Regions from separate parts of the Hordeum vulgare genome. Here region 1 is linked to region 2. Evidence: chromatin contacts called from public Hi-C data. All regions are on one chromosome and are shown on one strand. The core of a region is the stretch at or near the end of the contact, and the rest is flanking DNA. Distances in the headings are between cores, read along the strand shown.

Region 1 (6,786 bases), core at 3,670-6,169, 190 kb after region 2:
ATGACCCGAGAGACTCCTTGGTCAATATCCAATAGCGGGACCTGGATGCCCATATTGGATCCTACATATTCTACAAAGATCTTATCGTTTGAACCTCAGTGCCAAGGATTCATATAATCCCGTATGTCATTCCCTTTGTCCTTCGGTATGTTACTTGCCCGAGATTCGATCGTTAGTATCCGCATACCTATTTCAATCTCGTTTACCGGCAAGTCTCTTTACTCGTTCCATAATACAAGATCCCGCAACTTACATTAAGTTACATTGCTTGCAAGGCTTGTGTGTGATGTTGTATTACCGAGTGGGCCCCGAGATACCTCTCCGTCACACGGAGTGACAAATCCCAGTCTCGATCTATACTAACTCAACGAACACCTTTGGAGATACCTGTAGAGCATCTTTATAGTCACCCAGTTACGTTGCGACGTTTGATACACACAAAGCATTCCTCCGGTGTCCGTGAGTTATATGATCTCATGGTCATAGGAACAAATACTTGACACGCAGAAAACAGTAGCAACAAAATGACACGATCAACATGCTACGTCTATTAGTTTGGGTCTAGTCCATCACATGATTCTCCTAATGATGTGATCCCGTTATCAAGTGACAACACTTGCCTATGGCCAGGAAACCTTGACCATCTTTGATCAACGAGCTAGTCAACTAGAGGCTTACTAGGGACAGTGTTTTGTCTATGTATCCACACAAGTATTGTGTTTCCAATCAATACAATTATAGCATGGATAATAAACGATTATCATGAACTAAGAAATATAATAATAACTAATTTATTATTGCCTCTAGGGCATATTTCCAACACCGATGGCGGTGGAGGACGCCCTCCGGGTGGCTGCGCTGCTGCTGCCCTTCGGTTCCAATGGCTCGGTGTGCTCTCGTCGTCGTGTCCGGACGGCGACCGTCTTGGACGGTGGAGGTAGTCCCCTCCTGTTTGGTTGTCCCCCTATCAGATCGTGTCTTCGGGTGGTTCGCCTCAGACTGACCGGCCTTGCTACTTTGACCATGGTGAGACGACGATGATGATTGCAAGACCGAGGTGGCGTTTGTTGGTGGATGGCATGCTTAGTGGTGCGTCTCTGATTGTCCGGGGGGTGGTGGCTTGGGGGTCGGGAGAAGTCATTGTCTTTTGACACCGACACGGTGACGCTTGAGAGTGTCACCCTTCCTTCCTGAAGGGTGTCGGGTGTGCCTCCTCCCCACGCCTTGGAGCGTACCGGGGGAAACCCTAGGACCTGTCCGGGCAGCAGTGTCGTCGTCGTCATTATCCTTCGTGAAGGTGTTGCTTGGTACGCGATGGATCAAGATGCCTGGATCGTGGTGGGAATATTTCGAAGGAGACGCAGCGGTTGCGGGTCATTATTGTTTTTGTTAAGCCGTCGGTGTTGGTATTATTTTCTCTTTCTTTTCTTTTTGGGCCGTGGATGTGCTGTTTCGGTCCAGCAGTGGTTTCATGTTGTATCATGTGGTTGCTGTATATATAGCGGGGCGAAAGCCTATTTCGAGATATATTTTCATCCCAACTTAGAGAAAAGCATGCATATCGTCTCGAGAATGGAGTATCTCCCAACAATCAAGTATTTTGAAGGCTGAACTTGGGATCCATCCTAGATATGAAATGAACCTTTTATTGTGGGAAATAAGCCATTATGGAATACTGTAGATTCAATATTGCACAAGCATGCCTAAAAGTGACAATACAATGAGTTGCCCTTGCCTTGACTTGTGAGTTGTGATATAAGTACTTTCTAGTTTGTGGGACCCCTTTTCTTGTGTAACTAGAAAACATCTATGTGCTGCTCTATTAATACGAAAATAAGTAAAAAAAATGGCTAATTAGATATATCTCGAAATTTTGAAAACCCTTTGAGAAGGTGTTTAAGGGGTTCTCAAATGTAACATTTGATGAACGTTTTATTTTATGTAATTATTTAGATGTGAACAAACCATTTCGTGGTGACTCGTGTATCTAGAGCAGAAAAAATGTCTATCTGAAGGCCTGCTTGGATTGGGGGTCTTTTGTTGTGCTCTCAGCTGGTATTTACTCCCTCAGCCCCATAATGTAGGACGCTTTTTCACACTAGTATATTGTTGAAAAACATCTTATATTATTGGACGAAGGGATTACTATTTAGTGAAAAAATCACTTAATCCAAATAGAGCCTAACGGTCAAACCAAGGAGAATTATGTTTAGGTTTACAAGGCTGCCACCATAAATTTTTTTACCGGGTTGCCTTTTATCTAGAATACTGTTTCTTGAATGGTCTTTCTTTTCTTTTTGGATTATCTACACATGGATGCTTTTGTGCATGGAGCTTTCCTTATCTAATTAATCGGTGTTTGGTTATATTATACTTCCTCCGTCCCAAAATAATTGACTCAAACGTGACTCAACTTTACACTAATTTTAGTATAAAGTTGAGTCATTTTTGAGTCATTTATTTTGGGATGGAGGGAGTACTTACGTCATCTTCAATGGTTGTAAGATAGTTGTTGATAGATTTTGACACATAGAATTTTTAATGATGTGTCGTGCAATAAGTGGGTGTTTGTTTTCAGGGACTTTTTGATGTAGAAACTAAAAAAATCTCTTTTACTCCCATGTGAAACAAACAGGAGGGACTTTTAGGGACTAAAAGGGGGTATTTGGTACTAAAGGAAGAAGTCCCTATGAGAGGGTCTTTTTCGAACTTTTTTTGGCATTTTTTTCAACAGTGCATCTACTTTTAGCATGTCATTTAATAGCTTTTAGTACATTACTAGGGGTAGCATGATCTTTTTACATATCATTTAATGACCTCTAGTCCCTGTTTAGTCCATGGAAACAAACGAGTAGGGACCAGGGACTTTTTAGTTAGGACTATAAAAAGTCCTGTAACTTCTGAAACAAATAGGGTCTAAATGAGAAAAGAAAGCAAGTTTGTATGTAAATTAACCAACACCCTTGCACAAGCTTCAATGTAGAATGAGAGAGCACCTTATTTATTATCTCACATCCTATTAAGCAAACTAGATATACTATCTATTAAAATAGTTGTATGTTAAGATATTGATGGATGACATGACATATTTTATCAACAAACTAACTACAAACTATTCAAGATGCCCTTAGCGAGAGACATCTTGAAATTAAATACTCCACTACACTACTAGTGCTAAAGCATTCCTCACACTTCCAAACTGGTCCTGGAAGTACTGAGCTTTCATTCCAGGGAGTCTCTGCCGCAGTCCATCATTGGCGCGTGCATCCACAAATACTATTCAACCATGTTCATAAAACAAAAAAAAATTCTTTGACAAAAGGATTGGCTTTTCGCTTTCAGAATCAAATATGTTTGCCCTTCAAAAAAAAAAAAAGAATCAAATACTATGTTTATAGGGGGTGAGTGGGGCTGTTTGTTCTTTTGTGCGTGTGCATGAGCGTGTCACGGTGTGTGTCAAACTGAAGATCATACCGTGATTGATGATCAAGTGAACCGCTTCTTGACACTTTCTTGGTCTCACGGATTCTCACAAACCACACTCGCCATTTTTCTCATTCCTTATCAACAAGTATGCATGCATGCATGGACATGAACATGAACATGAACACGGACAAATTCTCTCCCAAGATACCAAAGAAAACAGAGCACGTAGAGAGTGAGAGTGAGAGTGAGAGAAAAACAGCTAGAGGAAGAAAGAGGTGAAAGGAGTTTTCGGTGTTCCTGGCACAAATCTAATTCTAACCCTCAAACGCTAGCGTCAGGATCACATCCACACCTCTTGATCGAAGCCGACGTCGGAGCACTGGTCGAAGAGATCGACGCCAATGTCGCCGCCGCCGCTGCCGGACAGGATGCTGGCCCAGTCCATGTCGATGATGGCGTCGACCTGGAAGAGGTCGAGGGGGTCGGGCCAGTCGACGTCGGCGCCGCCGGGCGTGGCGACGGAGGCCGAGGCCGAGGCGGACGAAGAGGAGCAGGGGGACGGCGACACGGAGGCAGAGCAGGCGGCGCCCTGCTTCGGCTCTCCGCTCGTCGGCGCCTCCTCCTCGGCGCCGGAGCCGGCCGATTCCTGGGACGAGGCCTTGCCGTCGCAGTGGGGGTCCTGCCGCCGCGGGTCCTGAGGGCGGGCGGCGACGGGCTGGTGCGTGACGGGGTCGAGGCCCATCTTCTTGAGCTTCTTCCTGATGTGGGTGTTCCAGTGGTTCTTGATCTCGTTGTCCGTCCTGCCCGGCAGCCGCGCCGCGATCTTGGACCATCTGCTGTCCGGGGCCGGCGCAGTCAAACACCAAAACAGAATTCACGACGCGAACATGCGTACCCCCCGTCGTCGATCGAGCAGGACAGACGCACCTGTTGCCGAGCTGCGAGTGGAGGTCGATGACGAGCCTCTCCTCGTCGTCGGAGAGGAGGCCCCGCTTGAGGTCGGGCCGCAGGTAGTTGGTCCACCTCAGGCGGCAGCTCTTCCCGCACCTCAGCAGCCCTGCCAAGGAATGCACGCGCTCAGGCTCAGCCACGAACTCACGACTGATTTGAGGCCAAACAGATGCGTTTGCAGAGCGGCCGGGCCGAACCGTCGCCATGCATGCACACGAGTGTAATACCTGCGAGCTTGGGGACGAGCCTCCAGCAGCAATGGCCGTGGGAGAGGAGGAAGGCGACGAGCTTCTGGTCCTCCTCCGCCGTCCACGGGCCCTTCTTCAGGCCCACCTTCTCGCAGCACGGCTGCCTGCCCATCTCTGTCGATCGAACCGGACGAGCACCAGTGAGTGAGATAGCTGGGATAGAAGGCGGCTGGCTCGAGTCTCGAGGGGGAATCGGTCAGTCCCAGGAGAGGAGAGGGGGAAGGAGTTTGGGCTTAATGTGGGAGCGGAGGCGCGTAGCGGGGGATTAATAGGTGCGGCCGGAAGTGGAAAGGGGCCACGCGCACGTGGCGAGCAGAGCCCCGGTACGTGTGAGCCGGCCTCTGCTCTGCTCTGCTCTCATCGACCGGCCTCACACGCACGGGTGGACGGACCATGTAGAGTGCTAGGCGGTGCACGGATTAGCAGCAAGAGAAGACGGGCCACCGATTACCAGGGGAGTACGTGGAGCGGCCTTGCTTGCTAATCACCGCGGCGGTGTCTATCTATCTACAGGAAAGAGGCTGAACGAATGAACCGAGGGTGGCCCTGAAACTTGTGGATTTTTACACCAAGTTTGTACCGGTGGAATGGAAATGTAGTCGACGTGAACATACATCGAGATCCCCAGATTGCCCCAAGTTTCAGGAGTATCATGTGAATAGGAAACCCATAGGAAGTCATAGGGAAAGTGATGTCATTATTTGATGCATAGGATAGGAATATTTTCATCGAGCCTAGGCTAAATATTGAATGTGTCTAGCGCTCATCTAGATGAGACTTAATCAAGTCACATCCAACTTATAGGTCACTTGATTTTTATGAAGATTCGTGTAGGTCTTTTATTTTGTATACTTTATTTGATTACTCAAATAATGTGTGAGGGTTAGATAAGACTTTGTTAATTCTCATCTAGATAAGAATTAGTAAATTTGTTTTTATTTTTATTTTAAAATGTAAATGATTGGTTTCTATCCTACATAGGAATAAGATCCATTCCTAAAAATCAAAGACTTCACTAGGGAACGGCGCCGCATATTAGTCTTTTCATGCGGCGACTCTCTTCCATCCATTTTTACATGCATGCAACATGACATCATTACATATTCTTTTGATTTTGCATTTTAGAAAAGATTTATCTCTCAAACCGTTATCTCAACTAATGATTCGTTTTCACCACTGTCTTTATCGCGACGAGATCTTCAAAACTAGATCCCATGTCGATATGTTTCGATAACTTTTGTTTTCGCCGGTACTTGCTAAATTACTATCACTTATTTGTCACATTATTTATCACATAGTTATCACATTAAATCAACTTGGTAACCGGGTTTATGAATGTCGATATACCCCACTAAAAAACTTGATTCATTGTACTTGTGCTGGTTCATGCATTTATTTGCTTATTGTTAGTGCTTTAATAACTATTTTTAGCTTCACATAACACTGCAATACTTAAAAAGTATAAAATTATTATCCCGATAACTATGTATAATTTTATGATAACTACACATCTGTAAGATGACAACTATGATGACATAAATGTAGCAACTAGGAAGGACGAAAAAAATCAACAAAATATGTCAACATGGGATCTTATTTTAAAGGTCTCATCGAGACGAACCTAACGGTGAAGACGAATCTCCAGTCAAATTATTAATCCGTGAGATAAATCATTTTTAAAATTCAAATAAACATTTAATGTGATGATGTAATCATGACGTAGAAGATTCTTACATGCGCATGAGGCTATCTAAGCCGTCGCATGAAAGAGCTATGGTGGGACGCTTCTCCTTAGATTTTCCCTCAAATCAAAGGGCTTCAAAAAAAATCCTACGAAATTCCTACCTTTAGAACAAAATTAAGGCAAACCAAAGGAGGCCTCAAATTAGCAGCAGGAGAAGACGGGCCATGGATTACCTGGTAGGTACGTACGTGGACCTTGCTTGCTAATCACCGCGGCAGTACCATCTATCTTCGGAAAAGTACAAAAAAAAAAATCTATCTTCGGAAAAGAAACAGGCTGAATGAACCGTGGGAGGCTCGGAAACATTTGAATTTTCACACAAAATGCGTAACTCAACATGTGAACATCGGGATTTGGAACCAGGGTATACTGTTGACAATTTAGAGGAGTAACCACTGATGTTTACGAGGCATAGCG
Region 2 (6,696 bases), core at 104-2,603:
ATATTTAAGAACGGATATTTGAGATCGTTTTGGGGCGTCCGATGCTCTAATGAGCTGATGCATTTTTGTGGAGACGTTGCCCGTCTACTGTGTGCCACTCTAAGCCAACGGTAGAGATCGTGTCTTTCATGTGCCATCACGACCTCGACCTATGAACGCATCACCTGTTTTTTATTTTGTTTTGTTTTCGAAATCAATTCAAAACAAAGAATGTTCTGAATTAAAAAAATATGAATTCGTTTATTTTGTGAATTTTAAAAATGTACTTGCATTTTCAAAAAGTGTTCCCAAATTAGAAAGCATTCACTATTTCAAAAATATTCATGAATTAAAACAAATCACAATCTCAAAAGTATCAAATTCAAAAATTGTTCACAACTTTTGAAAGAAATCATGAATTCAATTATTTTGCCAATTTCAAAAATTGTTTATGAAAGCAAAGTATGTTCATAAATTTCAAAAATTGCTCGCAAGTTCAACAAACAATTCATGTATCATAAATGTTTACGAATCAAAAAAATATTCCTAAATTTACAAAATTATTCATGAAGTGAAAAAATATTTTTTAATTTCAGAAATTGTTTGTGAATTCAAAAAATGTATGCAAAACTGTCAAATGTTCAAGAATTTTAGAAAAGTTCACATGTCTGAAAAAGTAATAAAAAGTAAAAGGGAGAAAAACGATAGGACACAGATAACCACCATATGTATGGTGGCAGCAACACCCGACCACATTCCTCATAATCACAAATTGGGTAATGTCACCTTATGCATGCACAAGTGACGAAACTAATCATGTTGAAGAGAATATTTATTTTTTTAGTTTTTAAAATATTTTATTTCTTAAATAAAAAATTGCCATGATTAATTACTAAAATTTACCATGGTTATTTAATAAAAAAATCTTCAAAATTAGTTGAAATAGAATGGTTGTTTAAAATTTAGAAGAAATAGATAGATGAACATGTCCCTGAAAAAAAAATCTGCATGAAAAATAAAAGAAAAAGCCTTGTGGAACCTTCAAAAAATATGGCAAAGGTTTGAGAAACTACCTAAAACCAACACCCACTTGTTCACTACAATTTTTTTTTCTTAATAAAGACACTCAAAGGATATTTTAGATCTGATTAATATTAGAGAAAGAAAAGATAAGTACATGGATTTTTTTTAAAGCTGATGAGTACATGGATAGATAACTGGACGAAGAACGACCAGTAAAACATATTTACAATAAAAACATACAGGTTTTTTCCTTCCTTCATTTGTAACGACTCCTTTTTCCCTCACATGCTAAGTGGGCCGCTTTTTTTTTTCTGTGGTATGTTACCATCGGCCATGGGTATGGAAAACCCTATTTGCAGCGTGTTGAGGCAAATTGCCACGGCTACGCACAGAGAAAACGTTAGCCACAGATGATCTGGGCCAGCCCCGCGGGGATTCCGGTTTTGGGAACCTTTTAGATTTTTTCAGCCGATTTTTTTCGGTTTTGGAAACTTACTAGAAGATTTCTTGAACCGGATTTTCTGTTTTTTGCTTTTTTTATTTCTTTTTTATTTTCTGTTTCTGTTTCAAGAATGTTTTGGATTTTCAAAAAATATTCCATTATTTGAAAAAATGTTTTAGAATTTGAAAAAATATACCAGAGTTTAAAAATATTTCGGAATTTGAAAAACTGATTCATAATTAAAAAAAGTTTCAGGAATGTGAAAAACATTGTTCTGGAATTTGAATTTTTTTCCCGAAATTTGTAAAAATGTTCCGGAATTTGAAAAAATGTTCTAGTTTTTATCAAAATGTTTTGGATTTTTCAAAAAAAAAAAAAATTTTAAAAATGTGCCGAAATTTGAAAAATATTCCAGAATTTCAAACAATATTCGAGAATTTTGAAAATATAGAAAAACAGTTATTAAACTTTTTTTGAAACCCCTGTTGGGGGCGAGCCGAAGATGGTCTGGCCCAGTCGGAGGGGGGGGGGGGCATCCCTGTGCGGCGTGCGACTCCTTGCCGCAACGCGCGGCCAATAGGAGTTGCGCACGGGCACCCCTATATCTTTACTTTGTGCAAGACGCAGGGAACCCTTGTTTCTTCTTTCTTTTTTTACTTTTTTATATTTTAAATATTCTAGACAAATATATTACAAACTTATTTGAGATAAATGTTAGAAAAGTAATTAAATATATTTTTAAATACAATATTAACGTAAGCGCTCATATATATACGTGTATACGAAAAATGTATATATAAAATATACAATGTGTGTGAAAAAAATGATTACGTATTTTGAGAAGAGTTAATCAGGCATTTAATGAATAATCAAGTATTTAAAAAATATCCATTATGCATATAAAAATGGAACACAATGTATTAAAAAGCATTTGAGAATATTAAGTTTGTATAGAACAAATGTTTACCATGTATTAAAAATGTTAATGTTGTATTTTTGAAATATTATTTAAGTATTTGAATAATGTTAAATATGTATAGAAAAAATGTTGGCCATGTATTAAAAAATGTTAACCTTGTATTTGGGAAAACAAATAAGCATTTAAAAAAAAGGTTAAATATGTGTTGAAAAAATATTGACCATGTAGTAAATTTAGATTTATTAAACTTGTACTCCCTCTGTAAACTAATATAAGAATGTTTAGATTATTAAAATAGTATTCTAAATGCTTTTATATTAGTTTATAAAGGCAGTATTTAAGAAATATTAAATCTGTATTTAAGAACGTAATAGGTATATATAATAAATTTACAATGTCTATGACAAAAGTAGACATAAAAATACATAAGTTTTCAAAAAATATTAATCATGTATTTAAAAATGTTCAACATATATATACATAATGTTTCTGTTATATACGAAAACTGTTGAATGTGTACTAAAAACCGATAAAATTTGATACAAACAAAACCAAAGAAAACCGAAAAGAAACAAAAAAAAAACAAAGACAAGAGGATAGAAAAAAACCAGTGAAAAACAAGAAATAAAGAAAAAAATACTGGAAAAATAAAGAAAAACGCGAAGATAAAGAGAAACTTTAGATCCGTGAAAAAATAAAGAAAAAGGATGAAAAACAGAAAATCATAAAGAAAAGCAAAAAAATAATCGAAGGGCAAAAGGGCCAAACAAGTGCAGCGTGCGAGCCAGGTGCGATAGATCGATCAATACTGAGCGAGCGACGGGGAAGAAGAAATGACCCGGCACAATACCTACGTAAGAGAGAAAACCTTAAGGCGGGAGAAGCTACCGTCTCACCATAAGCGAGACATAGGTATAACTCCTACACCGTTTGATTTTCATGGAGATTCATGCGGGCCTATTGTTTTCCTTTTTTGTTTTATTACTTGAATAATGTGTAGGAGTTAGATGAGACTTCGTTAACAAAGGCTGAGTACTTGATGAACCAAAGAAAACATAAAAGAAGAAAATAATCTGATGAATCTTTAAAATCGAACGGCTAAGGGGTTAGACGAGACATAGGTAGACAAATAAAAAAATGTTTATGTTTTCTTTAACATAATACAATATAGATGCAAGCGTTCATATATATATATATATATATATATATATATATATATATATATATATATATATATATATATATATATATATATATATATATATAGACACACACACACGTACATACACTCACTCATATGAACGTGCACACGCACATCTTATTTCTATAAGCGCATTTAAAAGACTGAACCGACATATCATCTTGTAATTTACGAAGTCATCGTAGACACTTCGTCATCGACGAAAACGTCTCCTCTTATTAAATGTGCATCACCGAAATCCTGAAATAAATGTCAAAATAAATGCGAATACCAGGATTTAAACCCTGATGGACTGATGATACTGCATTCCTTCTAACCATCCAACAACAGGTTGGTTCGGAAAAAAAATATTGTGTTGATACGATTCTCACAACTCACACACGGTGTTTCTCTCACGCTCACATAGACGTTATGTGTGTATTCTTTTTTCTTCTCCATAACTAAAAATAAATTATATACTCCATGCGGCACATATTAATTGTTTACGCTGGTTTAAGGGAAAAGATATGTTAGCAAAGGAAAGCAATATTTCACAAACTACCAGGACAGAGCATTCAGGAACAACCGGGCACCGCCGAGAAAGGCAAAAACCCGGCGACAGATACGTAGTACTCCTACTACGTACAAACAACCGCCCAAAACCCACCACAACCCTTAGTCAGGACCTCTTTTTTGACGAGAAGACTCAACACGCGTTTATCCGAGTTGGTAGCCAAGCGAGCGGGGCATGCAAAGCGCAGGCGTTAGTTCAGCTCAGGTCCACGACGCACGTCGCCCTCCCACACATCACCTCGCACGCACCAACGCTGACCTGCGAACCATTCCCACTCGTCGGCGCCGGCGCCATCGCTACGTACGTGCCAACATTCCCTTCGTCCTCCTCGGTCCATCACACACCTGTTCGACCGTGTCACCACTCCATCTCCTCTCCTCCCGTGCAGCCTTTGCTTCCAACCGGTGCATCACTCACGTCCTTCCAATCCGATATTCCCCGGTCCATTCCGGCCTACGTTTGCTTGGGACGCACATGAGCCGACCGAGACCTCTGGACATCGGTGCGCATCGCGGTCTGCGGCATGGCACACTGGCATTGGCACTGCTGACGGGCAGGCCATGCCGTGTCGCCGTGTTGCCGTCGTCGTGCCATGGCCGCGGCAGGGGAAGGCTGTAGAAGGCCACTGGCTTGGATGGAAATGGAGATGGAATGATAGTGGAGGAAAAGGGGGAGGATAAGCTAGTTAAAGAAACGGGGGGCGGGACAGGGCAAGGGGGCAGATCCATGATCCGTCCACCGGAAACCACTAGCGATCCGCGGCATGATGGTGTTGGCCGGCGTTCGCTTTGCAGAGAGCTAATCCATGTGTGATCACGGCCCATCGATCTCATGTCACGTCCGTCCGTCCGGCCCTAGCCAGCTCTGGTGTTTTCGTTACCCAACTCAATCGACCGCACTCACCACTCGCGATCGCCTTTTGTTACCGTCACATCCGTCGACAACAGTAGCTACTAACCTTTTTTTACTATGGATGGATAGCTGCTTACCATTCTCAGGGAATTTCTAGGACGGGCGACGCACAAACTCAGCGTCCTCGTAGTTCAGTCATCATAATTTCTTTTCACATTCATGTCCTTGGGTTTTCTTCAAATCTATTTTTTTTAACGCATCAATCAGACATGCATATAGTTTTCGACAAGTTACATGAACAAAAGCATTTCACCGGGGACAATGTAGAAATCACATGTTCCCGATGCTTTCTCCTTCGAGATTCTTGAAAGGAATGATTGAATGTCGTGTAACGATCAGAAATTTCACGTCGCTTGATCCGTTACGTTCGGATCCCACATGTTGAACCGGTTATGCTCAGCTATGAGATCGGCTCTCGCCCGATCCTCCTTACTTTTAAGCCTACATGCCTCTATCTCTTTCCGACATCGTCTACTCTATTATATTTTATCCATCTCACCCTTTTTTGTTCTTCTTCTTCTTATGTATCTCTAGTTTTTTTTTGATTTTCTTTCATGTCGTACTCGTTTTACTATTGTCCTTAACTTGTCAATCTTTTTTCGTCATCGCCTCCACCTCTCATTCTCTCTTTAACCACCACTTTTTTTATTTCCTCCCATCAGGCCAATCCATGCTTGTTGTCGGAGTGGTATTTCTAGGCACTTCTATGATTTCCTTTCCATCAACATCATATGTGTCATCGTCCATCTCCAGTGACAAATTGACACACTTCTCGTTTTTGGATTGTCATCATAATTGCTCGTCTTCCACTTCTAATGATCTTCCAGCAAGCCCCAACAATGTTGGAAGCCAAACGGTTTGGCCTTTGACTTGAGCATTTGTTTGTACCTCTTTTGGGCTATCCATCCTAAAACAAAACACATGCACAAATTGATACGGATGCTCAAACTAATTTAAATGTGGTAATTAAAAAACAATAAGATTGCTTACATACTGCGACATCGCTAGAAGGATCGTGCTTCACTTTCTCCTTACAACTGGCCCAATGGCCACACATATCTCGAATCACACCCCATCGGTATGTGTGAGATTTGAGGGTACGATTCGATCTTTGCCTAAGATGAAATCGTAAACTCTCCTCGACACGCTCTCAATACTTTGTTGTCGGTTGGTCTTTCTGGCGATCGTATCGATAGAGATATTGTCACATCCCACTTTTTTCCCACACTAGGAATGTTAAAAAATAAATAGAGGGAATTAAAAAAACAATTTTTCTTGTGATTGCTTGATAATAGGTAGTTTTTACTAGGAGTTGATTGAATTGGTTGAAAATGTGGCTATAGAATTTTCAAATTATCCAGAACCCTAAGTTTTCATTTAGGGTTATTTATAGAACTAAAATTGAGCTCAAAATTGTCGTGATCTTATGTTTAAATAATTTGGTTGGAAACAAAATTCCATAAATCTTAAGCAATATTGAAACCCTAAAAATGAAGTTTGGAATTAGGTTGAACCATAAAAGAATTTAGGGAATGAATTAATATCCCAAAATAGGGTGGCAATTAAAATTTTTAATTTGGGCAGAAAATTATTTTTCTTCAGCGACAAAAAATATTTAGAGCCTCTATTATTTTTCAAAAAATATTTGGGTGAATTTGATTTGAGTC

The links. Hi-C and Micro-C count contacts between places; a contact is called where the count stands out from the background.
Region 1: a contact with region 2 is called in a Hi-C map of leaf, with 5 times the contacts expected there. The contact joins the promoter of LOC123402429 here to the enhancer-like site in region 2. A contact is called at or near these places in 3 of 6 Hi-C or Micro-C datasets (leaf and seedling) and 1 of 1 datasets of contacts at active chromatin or transcription factors (embryo).

What each region holds. Positions count from the first base shown.
Region 1 is chr6H:492,297,878-492,304,663 of MorexV3_pseudomolecules_assembly, forward strand. It overlaps LOC123402429 (MYB-like transcription factor ODO1), which reads right to left and starts at 4,920. Exons shown (of 3, transcript XM_045096353.1): 1 at 4,605-4,920; 2 at 4,354-4,483; 3 at 3,527-4,259. The coding sequence starts at 4,737. The coding sequence ends at 3,767.
Region 2 is chr6H:492,114,503-492,121,198 of MorexV3_pseudomolecules_assembly, forward strand. No RefSeq gene overlaps it. Among protein-coding and RNA genes, the nearest start is that of LOC123403129, 17 kb to the left of the region's middle. Within about 2 kb of position 1,354, at least 1 of the 3 cell types and tissues checked has open chromatin away from gene starts, as enhancers often do. A contact at or near this core is called in leaf, where this site is marked.